2 separate regions of the Ovis aries genome follow, and region 1 is linked to region 2. Evidence: chromatin contacts called from public Hi-C data. All regions are on one chromosome and are shown on one strand. The core of a region is the stretch at or near the end of the contact, and the rest is flanking DNA. Distances in the headings are between cores, read along the strand shown.

Evidence for each region. A called contact is a pair of places that touch in the nucleus more often than the background predicts.
Region 1: a contact with region 2 is called in a Hi-C map of hypothalamus, with 4 times the contacts expected there. The contact joins the enhancer-like site here to the promoter of TMEM167B in region 2. A contact is called at or near these places in 9 of 16 Hi-C or Micro-C datasets (blood, hypothalamus, liver and 4 more).

What each region holds. Positions count from the first base shown.
Region 1 is chr1:86,539,346-86,545,580 of ARS-UI_Ramb_v3.0, reverse strand. CELSR2 (cadherin EGF LAG seven-pass G-type receptor 2) reads right to left here. Exons shown (of 34, transcript XM_042251883.1): 3 at 4,154-4,376; 4 at 3,615-3,730; 5 at 3,352-3,440; 6 at 2,796-2,953; 7 at 2,285-2,448; 8 at 2,010-2,135; 9 at 1,475-1,641; 10 at 921-1,208; 11 at 661-835; 12 at 271-412; 13 at 1-111. Among named protein-coding and RNA genes, the nearest start is that of CELSR2, 12 kb to the right of the region's middle. Within about 2 kb of position 1,415, at least 23 of the 54 cell types and tissues checked have an H3K27ac peak or open chromatin away from gene starts, as enhancers often do. A contact at or near this core is called in hypothalamus, where this site is marked.
Region 2 is chr1:86,390,489-86,396,140 of ARS-UI_Ramb_v3.0, reverse strand. It overlaps TMEM167B (transmembrane protein 167B), which reads right to left and starts at 3,639. Exons shown (of 3, transcript XM_004002270.5): 1 at 3,500-3,639; 2 at 1,225-1,356; 3 at 1-379. The coding sequence starts at 3,509. The coding sequence ends at 297.

The DNA of each region.
Region 1 (6,235 bases), core at 166-2,665, 150 kb before region 2:
CACTCGCCACTTGTCTTGTTGCAGTCTGGATCGAAGCCTTTGCTGACATCGCAGTTGCACGGGCCGCATGTGGGGTGTCCCCACCAGCCTCGGGGACAAGGTTGGTCAATCCTGCAGAGAAGGGACCAGGGAGGAATGAGCTCCTTCAGCCACGCTGTAGCCATGTGTGGCCCTTCCTACCCCAGCCGTGGCCCAGCCAGGCTCCCAGGGCTCTGAGGGACACAGTGGGCATCGGCAGTGGCCCCAGCTGCCTGCACGGATCCACATTACCTGGTTTCACAGTATGGCCCAAGGTAACTGGGGGGACACTCGCAGGTATAGCCATGGGGAGCACTGGGCTTTCGGGTACACATGGACTGATGCTCGCATGGGTTCAGGTCACACACATTAGTGCAGTTGTCACCATAGTAACCTGGGACCAACCAGAAGGACAAGAGAGACTCAGTCCCCACCTTCCCCTGGCATTTTCTTCAAAGCTGCCTTCATTCACCTCCTTCTGTTCTGAGCAGCTATACCAGTTGGCTGTGGCTCTGCAGTGCAGGATGAGAGGCTCAGAGGGGTGAGGTGACTAGCCCCAGGTCACATGGCAAAGCCAGAATGAGCCCCCGCCCCTGCTCCACACCTGCTGACTTGTCCCATTTCCCTGGACCCCTGGCCTACCTGGATCACAGCTGCACGAATAGCTGTCCCAGTCGTCACTGCAGTAGCTATTGGCAGGACATGGGTTTGAGTCACAGGGGTCTGGCAGGCTGCAGCCTGGCTCCACGCTGATGCTCTCCCCACGGCTGGGATCCAGACTGCTGATGCCCTCAGGCGTCTCACTGACCCGAACACCCTGGGAGGGAGAGGATAGTGGTGTTGGCCCTTTGTGGAATGGGCTTCTCAGTGTTGGCGGTGAGAAAGCAGAGCAGGAGGCTTACCTGCAAACAGCCCCGGAAGCCTCGGGCCACACCACTGGCCGGCCCTGGAACACCCCCGACGGTAATGTTGCTCAGGTGTAGCCCGTGCAGCCGGGGGCCCAGGTTGCCCTCTGCCCACTGCTGCCCATAGTCAAAGGACAGGATGGCGTGGCCAGGGCCTCCACTGGCTCCCAACGCCAGCTGTGCATGGTGCCAGTCACCATCATTGGCCCGGCCTGGCTCCAGCTGGAGAGACGAGGCCTGGAGCCCTGTGCCCTCCACGCTCAGCACCAAGCGGCCCTCCCGAAGCTGGCACCAGAAGAAAAGAGGGTCAGCAGACTGCCTTGACCAGCTCATCTTCCAGCCCACTGTCCTTCCTGGACCACCAAACCCATCCTGCTGCCCAGCTGAGGCCAGGGAGGAAAAGGCATTATTTCCTGTGGGCCCGAGAGATGGCAGCAGTGATCCACCAAAGGAACCCAGCTGCCTTTTCTCTCCTGGGAAAGACCCCGCCCAGCCAGCTCTGACCAATAACCCATGCCAGGGCCCGCCGGCCCCACCCTTCCCTGCATCACCTGCAGAGTGATGGTGCTGCGCCCCCTGGTGACAGCCTGGAGCAGGACGCCGTCGGCCTGGCGTGTGCGAAACATGAGGCTGAGGTGCCAGGGCTGGGAGATGGGCAGTGAGAGGCCATACCAGGCCAGCAGGCTGCTGCCCAGGAAGCGCTGCGGGTTGGCCATCTCTGGGCAGGCAGATAGAGGCAGACTCTGAGGGGCGGAGTGGCCGAGTGCCCCAGGGGGTATGATGTTCAGCGGGGGTAGCGCAGTGGGAGGCAGGGTACTGCCCCTCCTAGTGCCCAGGCTCCCCAGCTGCCCCGCCCTCCAGAGCATCTACCTGCTCCGGGTCCACCCCACTCTGTGCCCAGGCCTGCCTGTGACTGGGCCCTTTGTCTCCCGTGCTAACCCTCTCAGGGCGCTGCCCAGACACGCTTTTCCACCCACAGCCAAGCTCAGCTGGGCCCTGCCCAGGGCCTGGCCCGACCCTGCTAGGGTTCCGAGCACTGCTGACAGCTCCCAGGCCCCAACCTCTGACAGCTGCTCCTATACCTACCCTGGGCACAGCTCTTGCCCCCAAAGCCCAGAGGGCACTCGCAGCTGAACGCATCCCACTGGTTCACACAGGTGCCCCCATTGTGGCAAGTGTTGCTGTCACACACGTTCTTCTTGGCAGGGCACCCTAGAGTGGAGAGAAGGGTGCTCAGGCAGAGGCTCCCGACAGAAGACCTGTGGCAGTGGCTAGAGGGGGCTCTGAGCCCCCCACTCCCAGGGGCCCCCACACCAGGCACACCCCACCTCTCTGCATTCAGCCTGCCCCGCCTCCCATACCAGGCATGGTGCCGTTGTTGGCAATGAAGTCAGCCATGTCGACGTGGCGGCTGTCCACCTGCAGGTCCCTCATGCAGCCCACAAACTGCCGGGTGCGGACAGGGAAGCTCTCAGGCAGGTCAGGCACCCCGCCCAGCAGCAGGGGCCCTGTCAGGTCCAGAGACCTGGCAGGTGGGGTGGGGGAGGCGGGGAAACAGCCAAGACATGAGGGTAAGTGGGGTGCTTCCAGCTCTTCCTTCTCCTAGGGGCCCTGCTGAGCAGCCAGGGGAAGGGAAGCCCCACCCTGGAGCTGCTCTATCAGACTGCTGCCCAAGGCTAGCTCGAGTCCCCCAGACTTGCCGGCTCTGCCCCCACCCAGCCCCCGTGCAGAAGGCTGAGCAGGGGCAAAGGGAAGCCAGATGAGGGAAAGGAATTGGTTCCCATTTCAGGGCCCCCAAAGTCCCCCCTTACAGCCCTCCCTCCCTGTGTGGCTCCACACCTCGCTGCACCCCCAGCCCTCTCCCCTCCTTACTTCTTGCTGCCACCCTGAGTGCCCTGGGCAGCGCAGGAGTAGTTGCCCAGCATCGCTCCAAAGCGCAGGGCTACTCCTGTGTCACAGCCATCCACGGTCACCACAGCCACCTTCTGCTCGGATGGGCCCTGCGGGAGCCCCGTCTGACCCAAGAGTGGCTGTGGACAGGCAAGGGCAGAGAGGGGAAAGAGTGGGCCAGGGCCACTCATGGGCCAGCAGGCAGGAAAACGCCAGCACATACACACTCCCTTTGTGTACTGCTATACACGCATACACGTGTGGTATACACATGGACACATGCACACAGATGTGTGCTCACATGACCATTTACCTTCCTCAATGTCCACTTGCGTTTGTACCTAGCAGAACAGGAAGTGTCTGTACCACCTAGCAGGATGGGAATGCCCAGCGAAGCAGCAAGTTCCACCCCTCCCTTCCTCCCCGTTCAGCCAGACATACCACAACCAGCCCCCAGCAAGGCAGTGCCACCCAGGTCTGGGAGAGCATCTGAGCCCAGGACAGGACCCTCTCCCCCCGTGACCCCTCCCATACCCACCTTATTGTAGTACTTCAGATGCACCGTGTGCCACTGGCCGTCACTGACCCCTCCGGGCACGAAGGGGGACACGGTGGTGGTCGACTCCCCTGAGGAAAGGACCCAGGTGAGCTGAGACACCAGCTGAGGGCTGGGAATGGGGACAGGGCACTCGTTGTTGGGCTGCGCCCAGGTTTGGCTGGGAGAGTGTGTGACTCGGGGTCAAGGGCGGGGAGGCACAGGGACTCCGGGAGATGGGCGAGGATGCGGGGCCGCGGGATCACCTGCAGAGAAGGTGAGCTGGACCTGCTCCTGGATCACCTCGAGGGCCACGAAGTCATGCTTCTCGTTGAAGCGCCCGTTGTACAGCAGCAGCCCATCACGCTCCTTGGTGGCAAACCTGAGTGGGAGTAAGGGAGGGGGCAGGGAATGGGGCACCCACCTGGATGCCCGCACCCCAGCCACCTAACCAGCCCTGGTCCTGCTCAGAAATCTCCTGAGGGCTGACTCCTGGGTGGAGGCTGTGGGCCACATGGCTAGAGCGTGGAAGATGAGCACAAACCAGGACTAGCGGCACGACCCTGGCATCCTGGATCCCACCCTTGAGGGTGCGTTGGGAGGAGTGTAGGTGGCCCTGGTGGGTGAGGGGCCTGCCAGGCAAGGGTACAGGGCAACTCAAAGTACAGGCCTGGCTCTGCCAACAACTCCCTCCCCCTCCCCCGCCCTGCCACACAGCATCACTGCCTGACTTCCCACCTCGTCCACAGAATAGGAGGCCCCCCAGGCTGTTCCCAGCCCCTATTCCAAGTGCCCAGGCACTCACGAGAGGGCCAGGGTGAAGTGGAAGCGCTGGCGCAGGCCCCGGAAGGTGATGAAGGAACGGGCAGGGAAGCTGCGTGTGGTCACCTGGCAGAAGGGCTTCTCGAAGTCTCCGGATGGGCAGTCGCACTTGAAGCCGCCCACCAGCAGGTTGACACAGGTGCCCCCGTTCTTGCAGACACCTGGGGTGCAGCGGCCCGAGCGGGCACTCACTTCGCAGTGCTCACCTGGACAAGAAGTCAGGCAGGTGAGCACCAGGTGTCTGGGAAACTGGGACTCCTTTGCGCCCAGTGATCCCTCTGTGGTCTCCCATGACTGCTATGACACTCCGCATCCCTCCAGCATCCCCACATCCTCTCACGTGCTCATCCCTCTGAGCTCTGTGAAACCCTGGCTCCTCTGATGCCCTGCTTGGCGCACTGGACATCCTCACCACAGTCCCATATATTGCTGTCCTGCAAGTTCCCAGAGGCTCCCAGTCCCTTCCATGCCCCTGTTTGGGCCTTAAGAGCACAGGCCTGTGAGGTCCCTGATCACAAGGTCTGAGTCCTAGTGGCCTTTGGTGTGAGGGTTACCCAGCAAGTATGGGGGTGTTCTGGCCCCATCAGGGGGCATGCCTGTGGAGGAGAGGGCCTGCAGGACAGCACAAGGGGTGGTAGCAACCCCCACCCCACACTGGCGCTTTTGTCCCTCACAGGCACCAAGATCAGCTTCCCTCCCTGGGGATGAGACCAGGCTTCCACTTGGATTTGTCGGAGTTATGGGATGGTGTGGGTGGGAAGCTGGGGACTCTCCAGAAACGGGCCAAGGGACTCCCGCCCAGAGCCCTCTTGTTCAGACTGAGGACCTCTGTGCACTTGAGAGATGCTGAGACAGTAGGGAACTGAGCCTTGGGAGCTGAAACGGAGGAGCTGAAAATTCCAACATCAGATGGCAAAATCCACCCTTTTCTCTCCCTCCCCATTCCCAGATTCTAGAGATAGGTTCTCAGCTCCAGTGCCTAGTGACTGGCTCTAGTTTCCATGGAAACTGTTGTTCGCCTACTCTAAGCACCCCCCTACCCCATCCTCTTGGACAAAGACTTCCCTCCCCTCCCCCAAGCCCACCCCTCTGCTCCCCCCTACCCACAGCAGCAGCTGAGAGGAGTCAAGTCTGGCAAGTTCTGGGCAGGAAGATGCAGCAGGGGAGGCAGCAAGGCTGGCCTACCACGGCTGGCGAAGAGCGTGGGCATGGCTCTGGGGGAGAGGGAGCAAGGCCTTCGGCCCCTGGGAAGGAAAGGCATGGAGAGCCGGGGATTTCCTGAGGCAAAGCAGGAGGCTGCAGGGAGGGGTCTGGAGCACGAAGCAGAGGCTGCGAGATCCCAGGGAGAGTCTGGGGACAGGATGTGTAAAGACCCCTGGAGATAGGCCAACAGGCCTCTTGGTCAGGCCCTGCTTTACACACCTGAGCAAGGGTGGACTCCACGTCACGCAGATGATCTGAAAGTCCCCATCCCCACACCTGAACCCCACCAGTCTCCCCAGCTCTTCTGCGCCTCCCCTCAACACCTGGGGAGAAAAGCACCCGCTGCGGCTCTGAAAGGCAACTCACTCATCAGTTCGGAGAGTGGCATGTACTAGGCCCAGCCTCACCTCTAATCCAGGTGAGACCTGGGGCAAGTCACCTGATCTCACTCAGTATTTCCCTAAATCACAGCCAGCACTTCCCACAGGCCAGCTCTCTTGCCCATATTAAATTTAATTAATCCTCACAACCACCTTGTCATGGGAGTAGATTCATCACCCATTTAAAAATTCTACCCCACAGAGCGGTTAAGTAACTTGCCCAAGGTCACCCAGCCGCTCTTGACAAAGCTGGGATACAAATGCAAGCCGACTGGCCCCAGTGCCAGCCCTGACCTCAGTTACACCATCTGGGGGTGGGGGCGGGTTGGGGACAGAGAAACAAGGGTCCCCTCTTCCTTCCTCAACAGGTGATTGTGAAAGAGCAAGTGGGTCTTGTGAATGGCCATTGCACCCTGTACATTCCCTCAGGAGAAAGAGGTTACCCGGTTCTTCCCTTGATTGTGCTGGCGCTGCAGGCTTCA
Region 2 (5,652 bases), core at 2,390-4,889:
GGAGGTAAGGAATTGTATCACCGAGGGGAGTAATTTATCTGGACATTATATGCTCTCTGCTGAGGACTGATTTACACGCAGGTCAAAGGAAGTTTGCTTTCTGTGGCCCCTGAAGCATAAATAATGTTTGTGATCATGAGGAGTTTTCCCCACAGAAAGTAGGGGCAGATACTGTGGTGTCATCCTGGGGACTTCGACGATTTTAGCTGAGCTTTCCTATGCTGGGCCCAGGCTCCCGACAGGCTCTTCACCTTCGTCCCCTTGGCTGGCGGATGATGAAATGGATGCTTCAGAATTCATTTTATAAACAGGACGTAGAAGGCCATCACAACGCAGGCGATTGCCACAGCAGCATGCAGCCTGGTTCCAATGACAGCAGCTAGCAGGAAATAATAAAAAGAGAAAAGGAATCACACCTTGCCCTTTATATAAGTCCTCGCTTTCAAGGTGATATTTTGAAATCTTTAGTCACAGATGAATCGACCCATCCAGGAATGTATTTAAATACTACTCAGGACTTCCCTGGGTGGTCCAGTGGTTAAGAATCCGCCTTGCAATGCAGGGGACTCGGCTCGATCCCTGGTGGAGGAATTAAAATCCCACATGCTGTGGGGCAACTAAACCCATGCACCGAAACTACTGAGCCCGTGTGCCACAACTCTCATTACATAACTAAAAATCGACTCAGCAAATTAATAGAACTGGAGAGTTTCTGACCTGCAACTCACATGACACAACCAGGACTTGACTCAGCAAATTAATAAGTAAATAAAAATATTTTTTTAAAAAAATAAGTACTACCCTTAAGTCCTAGGTTTTATATGACTATATCATTAGTTTAAATTTTGCCCTATTTTGAAAAAAGATTTAGGTAAATAAGATTCCACATGAAGCTGCCCAAAATAAAAAGTAAAAAAGCATCTGAGTTAATAAAATCAATACTTAAAAAAAATTCTCCAATATATTCTTCCAGAAATTTGGGGGAAAAAAAAACCCAAAACTTTTTACTGGGAAAATATTACTCCCAACAATTCCAGTCTAGTCTAAAATTGTTTAAATTATACACTTTTATGCCACGGAGAATACTAAAATTACTTTGTAGCTAAAACAAACAATTACGTAAAAGTTGAACCAAATACAGTCCCAGCCTGTCCCACCTTCACTTTGCAGCACCTCACTGTCCAGAGATGGCAACGTCCTCTCCCTGAACAGATATGATCTTACCTTTGTAAAACACACCCCAAACTCCCTTCTTTTCTGAGAGCAGCCAGGTTTTGAGACGAGGTACTTTCTTGAAGTAGGCACAGGTGCAAACAAACAGCAAACCAAACACCAGAATCCCATCCAAGGAGTACACTGTTACAGAAAGAGAAGAAAGCTGTGGGTGCTAATCCAGCTTGGGACAAGCAATGCCACTGGAGAACACAACGCGACATAATACCAAGGTGGTGACCTCAGCTGCAGTGCCAGCTCTGACAAGAGGGGGCCAAGGTCCTGGGACTAACAAGGTTACCTTTCTGTCCCCTCAAATCATGGAGACATGCCCCTTACAAAGATCTCACTGCCTTCTTCCCTCTCCTTTCAAGAACTGCAAGTTCTGAGAAGAGCGTGCCAGTTAATGTGGAATCAGCCTGCCAGGAATGGCCAGTGTGGGCAACATGTTGAGAGAAGTATAAGAATCCTTGGTGCCTGAGCTGAGAGACTGAAATGTGCTCTTACTAGAAATCACTCATGTGATAAAGAAGAGCGAGATATTTAGCCAAGTCTTTCAGAGCTTCATCTGTGGGTAGAGAATATGATAAAGCAGAAGCTTAATGGAAACTGCAAGAGTTAGAAATCATATGACTACAATTTTCCTGTATTTTATCTTACACTTCATGCATCATACTCTACTTACATACTAAATTTCTGCCAGAGTAACAGATTCTTGAGAACAAACAAGCAAAAAAACAACAAAAAAAAACTGAGGCTTCATCGTGGTGGAACAAGTGTGAGAAAAAAGCTTTGAACACATACTTCTAGTTCTTACATATGTAAACTGAGCTATGTCTGGTAAGCACAATGAATCATCTAAGTGGAAAAAAAAAACAATCAGACCACAAAAGGGGGAAGGGTGACTAAAATTTATTCATTAATTACTATGTGTTCAATTGCTTCCTTATTTCTCAGTTCAGATGACTTTTTCCTCTAAGTGATGACCCTTCCTGTACTGTGTCTAGTAACCTTAGACCTCTGACTGCCCAGAAAACTTCAAAAGAATATTTGACACAACCAGCATCTCCCAGTTCTGGACCACTCTATCTTCCTCTCTCCCTCCAGTAAAACTATCTCACAGCTAGATGTCACACAGCAACGGTCCAGTAAATTAATACATATACCAAGTTTTTAGAATAAACAATACCTTTACCTGCTAATCATCTCCTCCTGTAAGTTTTTGCAAAGCCAAAAGTCACGAGGTGAATTGAATCTTCAGTATCAGGCTTATGGAAAAGGTACTTTTTGAGAAATACTCTCCTATGCCCCTCTAATCATACTGTCTAAGAGGCCTTGTCATCTTTTTTCCAGTAAGATGGACTCTAAAGAACACAAAGGCCTCGTTTCCTGTCCTTCGCTGGAATGTGGAAATCGTGTCTATATAATCGTGTTTGAAGAGGCCTACAAAATTAGGTCAGATAAACAGGGTGGCAACTGCCACAACTTTAGAAGAGGCAGTAACCAACCCTTGCAACTTTCGCTACGGTCTCCAGATGGGATCGCCCAGGCAAGACTTTAGAATCAAAAGAAAGTTTTCTGGCATTTTAACAAAATAATAACTTTTTTTTTTTTTTTTTTTTAGGATTCACGTTCACCCCCCAAAAATGTGGGCCTTAAAAACACTCTATGATTTCTTGGTCCTCCCAAGATGCCTACTATCCGAAAGCATGAGAAAACAGAGGGCTGTGAGGAGGATTCTCTCATTTCCCTGGTGCTACAGCAATAGCTCGGGCTTCCCCGGTGGCTCAGATAGTAAAGACTCTGCCTGCAATGTGGGAGACCTGGGTTCAATCCCTGGCTTGGGAAGATCCCCTGGAGAAGGGAAAGGCTACCCACTCCAGTATTCTGGCCTGGAGAATTCCACGGACTGCATATTCCATGGGGTTGCAAAGAATCGGACACGACTGAGCGACTTTCACTTCACAGCAATAGCTCAACCAGGACTGGCCTCGCGAAATGGCCTGTAAGGGCCAAAACGAACTTTTAGAAGAGAGAAGGGAAAACACAGGCTAGGAACCAAGGACTCGGGGTGTGGGCAACAAGAGGCATTGGGGGTTCTAGATGGGCACGCGACGGGGGAACTCGCGGAGTAGTATAGGAAACAGGAGCTGGGACGCGGAGAGGCCAAAGGGAGGACTCCGATGGGAGGGGGCGGGGAGAACGGCCACGTCAATCCCGGCTCCGCCCGCCACGTTTTCCCTAGTGTACTGGACTCCCATCCTTTGCTCTGGGCATTGGTTCTCACCGTTCGTCATGGCGGTTGGGCCCGGTCCTGGATAGGGAGTCCGGGGGGCGGTCAGTGGCGGTAGCGGCGAAGACCAGGGGAACCCAGCTCCCACTTGACACTTCCCGATCCGGGCCGCGGCGACGGGCAGCCGCCGTAGTACGCCGGCGCAAGGGAAGGGAGACGAGCGCCAAACGCAATCAGGCGTGGCTAGGAGATTGCCGAGCTAGGGGAACCTGCGTGGGTGGAGCTCGCAGGAAAAGGTGTGGGTGAGAAGAAAGCTGTCCAGAAGGCGTCCTTCGTGGCCATAGTAAACAATATCTTCTGGGTGCCCCTGCAGATTTAGTGCTGGGGCTAATCTGACCTGCTCCCGTCGTTGTGTTTGAAAAGGTAAAGTGAAAGAAACTGAAGTTGCTCAGTCGTGTCCGACTCTTTGCGACCCTATGGACTGTAGCCTACCAGGCTCCTCCGTCCATGGGATTTTCCAGGCGAGAGTACTGAAGTGGGTTGCCATTTCCTTCTCCAGGGGATCCTCCCGACCCAGGGATCGAACCCGGGTCTCTTGCATTGTAGGCAGACGCTTTACCGTCTGAGCCGGAAAAGGTAAAGGCTTGCAGTTTTGCACTTTATTTTGCGCTGTGGCAGCTGCTCTGGTTGTGTGTGTGCAGCAGCCCACCTGCAATGGAGAAGTCTCTCAAGCTTCCACGTAAGAGAACGCAGACAACTGGGGTCCTGAGGCGACGCCTGCAGCCTGTGGGACTGCTCTTGCTGCGCGGATCGTTCTTACTCCGTATGGAAATCTGGATAATGAGGCTGCATCTGAACTTTGAAATGAAATTAGGAACCTTATAACAAAAACAAGTTGCGTATTTCATGTGCTGAAGCTCCACGTTGTCGGGAAACATTTTGGTAATTGCCGGTTTGTATGAATTTTTCTTTAAACTATCAGGATGGTCTCGTTACCTCCCGTATTTAGATAAAGTGGGGCCACCTCGGCCACTTTAGCCAGGAAACGGAGATACTGGGGCAGCCTTTCTCACACTTTCACAACTTGACGAAAAATACTTTTTCAGTTTAACGGTGGAGCAGAACGGAGGAGACAGAGCTACAGATCCCGTTTTCTGCACTGAGATCCTTAATTCCACACAACTCGATCTTCTTTATTAGAGTCAAGGCGAAAGTGCGACTGAATCATTCGAGGTTGAAATTGTAAGGTTACAGCTGGTCCGCGGTTGTCAAAGTCCTAAAGAGACCCTCTGCCCCTCTTGCTGCAGTGCCATCTGCTGGCTGCGACCTGCTTGGTTATGCCGAAGAAAAGCTACCAAAGCCTCCTAGAAGCTGGAGTAGAGGGGCAAGTCAAAAAAGGCCTGTTGGAGGACAGACTTCTTGTGAAAATGTGCTTAAATGCAGAAACAAACAAACAAAAAATGAAGACGACATACACAACAAATAAGGCAAAACAAATGATTTTGTGCCCATACACACAGACAAATTCCCCTGCCCCAAAGAACTGCTAAGGACTACTCGAAAGCAAAACAAAACTGAAAAGTCCCTGATTGTCTTGGCCTTTGAGCTTTTCATCAACAGTTATCTAAAACAGTATCAGCACTGTCATCACTGGCCACAAAACTGTTAGTCCCCTACACCAAAGCTGGATAAAAGCCCCAAACTATTCTATATTCTAAACAAATTCATGTTCACTAACTTAGACAGAACCATATAGTTCATCTTCATCTTGAAAAATTCTCCTTTGTTACATACTATGGAATTGTGCTGTTCTCCTTGACCTGCAACTTCGTTGTTCTCTTTCAGTTTAGTTCAGTTCAGTCACTCAGTCGTGTCCGACTCTTTGCAACCCCATGAGCTGCAGCATGCCAGGCCTCCCTGTCCAACACCAACTCCCAGAGTCCACCCAAACCCATGTCCATTGAGTCGGTGATGCCATCCAACCATCTCACCTTCTGTCATCCCCTTCTCCTCCTGCCCTCAATCTTTCCCAGCACCGGGGTCTTTTCAAATGAGTCAGTTCTTCGCATCAGGGGGCCAAAGTATTGGAGTTTCAGCTTCAACATCAGTCCTTCCAGTGAACACCCAGGACTGAGCTCCTTTAGGATGGACTGGTTGAATCTCCTTGCAGTCCAAGGGACTCTCAAGAGTCTTCTCTTTACCCAGAT